Regions from separate parts of the Pan troglodytes genome. Here region 1 is linked to region 2. The links are chromatin contacts, called in public HiChIP or PLAC-seq maps. All regions are on one chromosome and are shown on one strand. The core of a region is the stretch at or near the end of the contact, and the rest is flanking DNA. Distances in the headings are between cores, read along the strand shown.

What was found. HiChIP or PLAC-seq counts read pairs in DNA pulled down with a chosen protein or histone mark.
Region 1: a contact with region 2 is called in an H3K4me3 HiChIP or PLAC-seq map of stem cell-derived excitatory neurons, with 2.5 times the contacts expected there. The contact joins the promoter of MND1 here to the promoter of TRIM2 in region 2. A contact is called at or near these places in 1 of 7 Hi-C or Micro-C datasets (stem cell-derived neural progenitor cells) and 1 of 1 datasets of contacts at active chromatin or transcription factors (stem cell-derived excitatory neurons).

What each region holds. Positions count from the first base shown.
Region 1 is chr3:155,123,693-155,128,176 of NHGRI_mPanTro3-v2.0_pri, reverse strand. It overlaps MND1 (meiotic nuclear divisions 1), which reads right to left and starts at 2,529. Exons shown (of 7, transcript XM_054683438.2): 1 at 2,410-2,529. The coding sequence starts at 2,412.
Region 2 is chr3:154,929,922-154,934,430 of NHGRI_mPanTro3-v2.0_pri, reverse strand. TRIM2 (tripartite motif containing 2) reads right to left here and starts at 1,678. Exons shown (of 12, transcript XM_063809108.1): 1 at 1,411-1,678.

The DNA.
Region 1 (4,484 bases), core at 1,280-3,779, 190 kb before region 2:
TTCAACATATTTTTCTAGTCCAATAGGTCCTAAACTGCCATACATTAGAATCACCTCAGGAGTTTTTAAAAAATACCGATGCCCAGGCTCATCTCTAATGAATGGAATAAAAATCTCTGGAATGGGACCTGGGCAACATATTTTTTAAATCCTCCAACATATTTTAAAAATCCTCTCCAACATATTTTTTAATTGTGCCCCAGGGTTGAGAACACTACTTTTGTCAGCCCAGAATCTGAAGGCCATGTCAAGGGCGCTGCGGGGCAATGGGAATCCCTTTAGAATTTCAGTGTGTCGCTGCACTAGCAGAAAGCAGATCCTGAAGTGTTAGGAAAGACTCCTAACATTTTGATATTCGAAACAGCTCCTTGCACTCCACAAGAATCTGCCCCCCAGAGGCAGGCAATGAGGAGAATCTAGTGTCCTGGGGTACCCAGTTTTAGGAAAGCTCTCAACACTCAGCTCAGCAGCTATGAAAGTTACTCAAGAAATGTGGATGAGCTGTATCATCCATTTACCTTGTTTTCAGGCTGATTTATTCATCAGTCTCTTTCATGACTAGAAATAATTTCTATTATTAACCACAGTAGGAGTATCATAGCCAGAATTGAAATGACTAATGTAAAAAGATGCCATATTAATACTCATATTTAGAAACTTCTCAAAAAAAATCAATGAGGATTTATTTAATATTTAATTAAGACTAGGAAAAACCTGATAGTATAAGTTAGAGATGCATTCAAATTAGTAAGTCAGGAGACTCAAAACCTGACTCAAGGACTATGAAGCTTTCTGGAAGTATTTTAAACCACTTAAAAAATCATGTTATCTGAGGAACCTTCTCAGTTAGAAGTTATGGAATTCCTACAGCCAGCCCTACTAATCAATTACGATAAAATTATGAAGAATTATTAAGTAGACATCACTGCTGCTCTCAGAGTTCAGCACTGCACTTCTCCAATTTCAAAAATTGCCTGAACTCATTAACTATTTACTTAGGATGCCTAACCAAATGAAAACAGCTATTAATTCATAAACAATCAAAAGTTTACCTTTGACCAACACTAAATTTATTTCTCGATCACATATTAAAAAATAGAAGTCCACATCTTATCAAAAGCTTTAATTTTTTAAAAGGATTCTCTATTATCGGAGGTAAGCTTCTAAAGAGTTAACACATTTAGTATTAGCAGGTGATTCATGTGTAGAGAGATAGATTAGGTAAAAGGACAAGGCGCGTTTGAGCTGCACAGTTCTCCAAGTCAGTTATACGAGGCCAGCAACTCTGCAGAGAAAAATTGTAACACAGAAGGGCACTGCTAACAGATTTGTTTTAACTGTAGTCCTGTTTGGCTTCTTAGAGCACTTTACGCCCAGGTGGCTGGGTTGTTAGTTTAACCACAAAGAGGCCGTTATCATTTATAACTACATCTGGACAAATATCTTCAAATAAATACCATACAACTGGATCCTGGTGTCCCACCCTGCCCCCCTTAGCTCGGCAACATTTAACGGCCACGTAAGTAAATGAAGATATTAAAATCTTAGATCCATTTAACCAGATGTTGATTCTTCGCCAACTGAAGCAGAAAAAACGGCATGAAACTTTGAAGGTTTATGAAAATGATTTGATGAGCAGAAAGACGTTAAGCTCACAAAGCCGATCTTACCAGGACTTAACTGATCATGACCCACGAGGAAGCCTAATTCAGTGCAGAGCGTCCTTAAAAAAGCAACAGCGCCCTACACAACCAGCAGCGCCCGGCACAAGAGCAGCGACTCCTGCCCTTTGGCAGAAACCGGGGCGTTTTCACAGAAATCGACTAATTGGCACACAGTGAAGATCCATTAGGTAACTCGAAACTGAGCAGTTCTGGAATGTGCTCTACATATTACAATACAGAAAACCACTCAATGGTGACAAACCAGGAGTGCGCTTTGGGATCAAGACGTTCGCTCCCCGCAGTCCCTCCCGCCCACTTGCGCTTTCTCTCCCCGTTCTTAATGGGGGGGGCTACACCACGCGGGGCCGAAGCTGGAGGCGTAGGGAGCGCAGGTTCTCAAGGGCCCCGTGGTCTTTCAGATAAATCCAGGTTGGTGAAGTTCTCGGGTCACGTTCGCGAACGCTTCCCGCGTTCTAACCTAACCCGCCCGAACGGGCCCTGGGGACAGACGCGGGGTGCAGCCGGCGGGGAGGCCGCGGATGCCCCCGCGCCTCGGGACTCCGGACGGGAGCGGCGGGGAACGCCGCAGAGTGCGGAGTGGCTGCGGCGGGGCCGGGCCGGGCGCCTACACGGTGAGGCCCGGAATGGCGGTCAACGCCAGGCCGGGATCCACATGCAGCCGAGGGGCGGCGAAGCCCACACACTAGGGAGGAAGAAGACGCGGGACCGTAGCCTCAGTCCTTACCATGGCGCGGGCGCAGGGGCTTCCGCTGGCCGGGCCCGCGCTTGGGGAGAGGGGAGGGACAGGCCACGACGCGTTTGATTTTGGCGCCGACTACGCCGCGGGGGCGGAGCAGCGAGACGGTGGAGGTGGGGGAAAGGCCGGTCCTCGCCCGCGCGGCGCGCAGCGACCCCTAGCGACCCATCCGAGCCGCCGGCGGGGGAAGGGGCGCGGGCCTGGGGCCGGGGCTGGGGGGAGCGTGTCCGCGTCTCAGTGGACGGGTTGCAGAGCTGCCTCCGACTCCTCGGTATTCTGTGAATGTGACCTTTTTTTTTTTTTAAGGACATCTTGCCTTTGCTTTTACTGCGTTTTCTTGGCGCCGCAGAAATATGGCCTAAGTTTGGATGTAAAAAATAGAGGCGTTTAGGCTGTTGAGGAAGGAAACGCTGCCTCCATCCTTCCGGACTTGTCCTGTCTGGGGCGGACTGGATTCCTTTCTCGTCTTCTAATCTGACCCCTCATCTTAACCCCAGCCGCTACCCACTGCTTTCCAGCTTTTCAAATCCTGTGTATGTCTGTTTGTTTTTCCCTTAGGTTTTAAAAAAGAAGGAAACAACGGAATGAATTTCAAATCAACATGGTCAAAAATACGCTACTTCATGGCTTGAGAATAGATCCAGATTCATAGCAAAAGCTCAGGCCCCTGAAAGTGCTGAAAAATTTTAACTCAGAATTCAATTATTTTGAAAATTATTCTATGGTGTTTTGAACCATTTTTAGGTGTAAGAAGTACGGTCGGGCGCTGTGGCTCACACCTGTAATCCCAGCAATTTGGGAGGCCGAGGCGGGCAAATCACTTGAGGTAGGGAGTTTGAGACCAGCCTGGCCAACATGGTGAAATCCCATCTCTAATAAAAATACAAAAATTAGCCAGGCGTGGTGGCGGGCGCCTGTACAATCCCAGCTACTCGGGAGGCTGAGGCAGGAGAATCGCTTGGACCCAGGAGGCAGAGGTTGCAGTGAGCCAAGACCCCGCCACTGCACTCCAGCCTGGGCGACAGAGTGAGACTCTGTAACACACACACACACACACACACACACACACAGAGTGAGACTCTGTAACACACACACACACGCACGCACACACACACACACAGTATAGTAAGTCTTGTAGATGCTATAAGAGTAGCATCTAAAGTTGGAATTTATGTCCCCTGTTGCTTCTGCTGGAGGCAGAGGAAGGGGTACATTGAATTGCAGCGTTCCATTAATTTGGTTTTTCCTGTAAGAGTTATACCATGTAATTGATGGTACATAAGGTAATTTTAAAATGATAAATGAGTACATTAAGTAACTACAGTAGTGGTATATAAATTTGTGCTATTTGGGGAAAGCCTTGTCTTAATTGGCTCTCAGGCTTGTTGCAGGTGAGTGGTGACTATCTGAGGCCAGTGGCGCTGTGGCAGAAAAATTTACCAAGGCAGTTGTAAGTAAAGAAAGGCAGAATCATTAGAGAAAGCATGAAAATACGTTGCAAGGGAGCAATGGGCAGAATCAGCAGAAAAGGAGCTGACTGCAAGGAAACAAGGGCTTGCTGGGGATTTTATAGAATAGTGCTTATGCTGTATACGGAAGAGGGCTTTGTGCAGTACTGATGTTACAGTCCCAAGTTTTCCTCCGCCCCTGCCTCTAAAGCGACACAGTGCAAAAGCCTGCCCTGGGACAGTAACAAATTGACCCAAACAGGTCTTCTTTTGGGAAAAATGAGTGCTAAATGGATATAAAAAAGGGTTGGTCACTTAAGCTGCATCTGTACCCTAAGTGTCACTGAGAGCTGCTGTGACAGTTCTCTGAGGTTCCTGGTGTGCACTGCAGTCTTGATCAACCAGACCTGGGAATCACCACCTAGGAAAGAAGACACATTCTACTGCCTCTGGTTCCTTTGCATTTTCAGTACAAATACCTCAAACTTCAGATAACCTTCTGATGCCCCTTCCTTGACATTCTGAAAAGCATGACCTATAGGAGCAGCTTATTTATTTATTTAGAGTTGGAGTTTCGCTCTTTTGCCCAGCCTGGAGTGAAGTGGCATGATTTTG
Region 2 (4,509 bases), core at 429-2,928:
TTGAACTTCAAGATTCCTTTTAGCAATCTATAGCAAGGAAAAAAAAAACCACACCGCCTCACACTCATATTTTGGGGAGAAAGGAGGGAATTGAGGTCTTTTCACTTCACGTCTGCCCTGTTAAACCCCTTGTGCGAAGAGAAGGAAGAAACGAGTTCTGGGAGCGGCGAGAGACTGAGGCCTGCAGGGCTCTGAAATCCCAAAGGCGCTGAGATTTCAAAGAAACCCGTTCGCGCCCCCTCCGGGGCCCGGACTCAGCGATGCGCGCCGCTCCCTGAGACGCCGCCACGCCCGTGTCCCTGCAGGACCGGCCGCAGCCGCCACTGCGCAGCGCACAAAGGTCCCCACGGGCTGTAACACTGGCCTCATCTCGTTTCGAGCCAACCGTAAAACGCGCCTTCTCTCCATCTTCAAAAAGGGCCGGAAAGATCGGGGGCGGGACGGGGCTGCCTGCCCTGGCTGCCTAGGCCAAGGTTATTTCCTTTGTGTGTGGATCCCCAAAGCATAGGGCGGTTCCAAGCCCGGCGCTGGCAACCCTGCACTCAACGCCCCCGTCTGCAGCCTTCCGGGCTGTCGCCTCCTCGCCAGCGCGCACCACCTCCAGACGAGGCGTGGCGACGCGCGTCTCGGGGCCCTCCCGCAGCCCCGCCGCACGCGCGCCCGCCTCTCCTATCCCTGCCTTTCCGTCCCCGCCACCGGTCTGGAAGCTTTAAGCGCCTAGCCGCCTGCCAGCAGTGCGGGGGACACAGATACTCACGTTTCCAATTGCGTCCCGAAGGGCGCACTGCCCCCGCCGCTGTAATTAGAAGGACAGGAAAGCGCTCTGAGAGCTGCTTTTCAGGCAGCGAGAGGTGACAAGCAGGCGACCAGCTGAAAGCCCCTCATTTTCTGCAAGCTCACTCAAAATGCTCCTCAGTGCCGCCAGCGCAGCTGCCAGGTTTAATAACTGTGTCAGACCGCCCGCCCCTCCCCCACAAGGAGCCACAAAGATGACAGGCGGGGAACTAAATCCGCATGCCTAGCCGCAGTCACCCGGCCTCAGCCCCAGCGACGCCGCCGCTGAAGTGACTGTGCAGGGAAAGACCATGAAAAGGTGCAAATGCCAGCCCTGACCTAGGAATTCTCCAGAGACCACTTCCTTCACTCCGAGCAGAAATCGGATCCTTTTCCCAACAGTATTTCTGAAACAAAACAAGAGGCAGGCGCCTTTCCAGTTAACCTAACATGCATTTCAAATGTAAAAGGCTCTTTCGCAGCAACACTCGTCCCTATTTCTACTGGATTTCTGGGTATCGGTGGGATATTCTGCGCACCATGCAAAGCGTAAGAAGCTCATTCAACTGCTCTGCTCCCGTTTCAGTCGCGCGCACCAACACTCGTGTCTGTCCCCAGGACCCTGGCCAACAGAACCTTACTGTCTGAGGGGGCTCCTTGGCAGTTCCTCGTCGATTTGGACCATTTCCAAAGCACGGGCAGCTCCTCGATAGCGACTCAATCTTGTCAAGCAGGAAGGAATCAGTGGTTCTGTTTTGCAAGTGGAATATCAAAGTAAAGTACTCCACCGAAGTTAGAATTTTATAACATATATATATATGTATATATATATATATATATATATGTATAAAAAGACTGATCCCGAGCGCACGGCAGCCCGGCGACCACGCCCCAGGCCCCGAGTGCCCCGACTCCGCCCAGAGAGCGCTTCCCCGCGAGGCCCAGCCAGCCGCACCTGCCTCTGCGGGGGGTGGTTTCCCGGGAAACTCCGGAGAGCCTGTTCTCCCTCCAGACACGCGGTTCCCTTGACAACTGCGACTTAGCACTAGGCCTTCTAAGAAGAATGTCCATGAATGCCTGTTTTAAATTACAGATTCAAAGAGATTGACGAGGGTGGTTGGGCAGGAATAAGACGGCAGTGATTTGGGGGAATGGAAGAGGGGCCGCCCGAGCCTGAGTGGGGTCAGTGGCTATCGCAGGCGAGGGACTGCGTCGCTCGCCCTTCTCTACCAGTGAGTTAATACCTGGCTTTAGAATGAATTCCATCATTCCCTTCGGCTTATTTCCTTTTCTCTATTTATTTTCCTTAAGATACTATTTAAACAGTTATTTTGCACTGACAGAGCACTAGCTGGCTCCAGGTAGGAGTGAGGAGAAGCCCATAAAGATGTATGAAACAGAGGTGAGACTTCATGGGAATAATATTTGGCTATAGATGATCTCGTGCACAGAAATTCAAGAATTGTTTCAAATACAGTCTTGCATCATCAGGCCATGATGCTTATGAAATTTCACTCATGATTTCAGTCGGTTTCTATGGAGAAAAGAGGAAGTGTAGATGAGACTATGCATATTTATTAAACATTTAAATGTTCACATGCCACCTGGTTCCTTTTGTTTTGGTTTTGTTGTTGTTGTTTGTTTGTTTGTTGAGACACAGCTTCACTCTGTTGCCCAGGCTGGAGTGCAGTGGTGCCATCTTTGCTCACTGCAACCTCCGCCTCCTGGGTTCAGGTGATTCTCGAGTCTCAGCTTCCCGAATAGCTGGGAATACAGGCGTGAGCCACCAAGCCAGGCTAATTTTTGTATTTTTAGTAGCGATAGGGTTTCACCATGTTGGCCAGGCTGGTCTTGAGCTCCTGGCCTCAAGTGATCCGCCCACCTTGGCCTTCTCAAGTACAGCTATTACAGGTGTGAGCCACTGCCTGACCTCTATCTTGTTACTTTTGGTTACAGACGTATCATACTAATCACACCACAAATAGGCGCTAAAAGGTAAAATGAAACAAGTTAATGAGCTTGCATCTAAGGCATAAGAAGATTGTATATAAAAAAAATTACACATGCCCCGTACTGGTTTCTCCTATGATCAATTATGTATTCCGTATTCGAGCTATTAAAAGTTAAAGATCAGTGGCATGTTTGAATTAATGAGATTTTACTATACACATTATGGTAATATGATTATATTAATCTCCGGGTTGAGACTGAAATATGTACATACAAATGCATCCTTTAAAAAGTCATAAATTCATTTCTGAAAAGTTTCACATGCATCCAATTTTCACAAAGCAAGTGATATTTCCATATTCTAGGGAAACGGTTTATGCAAAATAAAACACACAAGAAAATTTCTTCATAAAGCAAAAAAACCTTTTTGTTAAGAAAAATCATGCCTGTAATCCCAGCACTTTGGGAGGCTGAGGCGGACGGATCACGAGGTCAGGAGATCAAGACCATACTGGCCAACGTGGTGAAACCCTGTCTCTACTACAATACAAAAAAAAAAATTAGCCAGGTGTGGTGGTATGCGCATGTAGTCCCAGCTACTCGGGAGGCTGAGGCAAGGGAATCGCTTGAATCTGGGAGGCAGAGATTGCAGTAAGACAAGATCGCACCACTGCACTCCAGCCTGGCGACAAGAGCGAGACTCCAACTCAAAAAAAAAGAAAGAGAAAAATCATCTAATTTCTGTTTTTAAATTTTGTTTATTTATTTATTATTTTGAGATGGAGTCTCACTCTGTCACCCAGGCTGGAGTGCAGAGGTGTGATTCTGGCTCACTACAACCTCTGCCTCCCAGGTTCAAGCCATTCTCCTGCCTCAGCTTCTCAAGTAGCTGGTGCTCACCACCAAGCCCGGCTAATTTTTGTATTTTAGAAGCGTCGGAGTTTCACCATGTTGGCCAGGCCTGTCTCGAACTCCTGACCTCAAGTGATCCACCCATCTCAGCCTCCCAAAATGCTGAGATTACAGGTGTGAGCCTGTGCCTAGCCTAATTTCTGTTTTTAAAATTCACATGCTGTATCCTGAATCTGCTTTGAAGCACAAATTTTGTAAACATGTGACACACATGTTTATTTGCAAATGGAGATCCCTAAAGCAGAAATATGTATACCCAGCAATAGAATAGACATCCCTACATAGGCATCTCCTAATACATTTCATGTTTGAGAAAACAGAAAATTCTAAACAGATCATCTTCACTTTTAACAAAAATTAACAATGAACATTGTAGAAGTCAGTTAAAAGATACTAAGAATGCAGTCATTGAAAAATGTCTTTCTAAAGGATAATTAAGAGCAGGACGATTATATTCAGAATATTATATTAACTGATAATATTAAGTGAGATTCAAAACAGTAGATAGTTCTGATTCCAATCTTTTTCAAAATTATATGTGTGTATACTTACGACTATGATGATTTGAGGGAATTCTTGGCTTTATACTTGCCAATTTTTTTTCTTTTTCCTTTCATCTTTTTCTTTTTTCTTTTTTTTTTTCTTACTCTGCCCCCCAGGTTGCAGTGCAGTGGTACAAACATGGCTCACTGAAGCCTTGATCTCCTGGGCTCAAGTAATCCTTCTACCTCAGCCTCTCTGAGTAGCTGGGACTACAGGTGTGTACCACCATGCTTGACTAATTTAACAAATTTTTTTTTTGTAGAGACAGGGTCTTGCCATGTTGCCCAGGTTGGCCTCAAACTCCTGGGCTCAAGCAATCCTCTCGCCTTG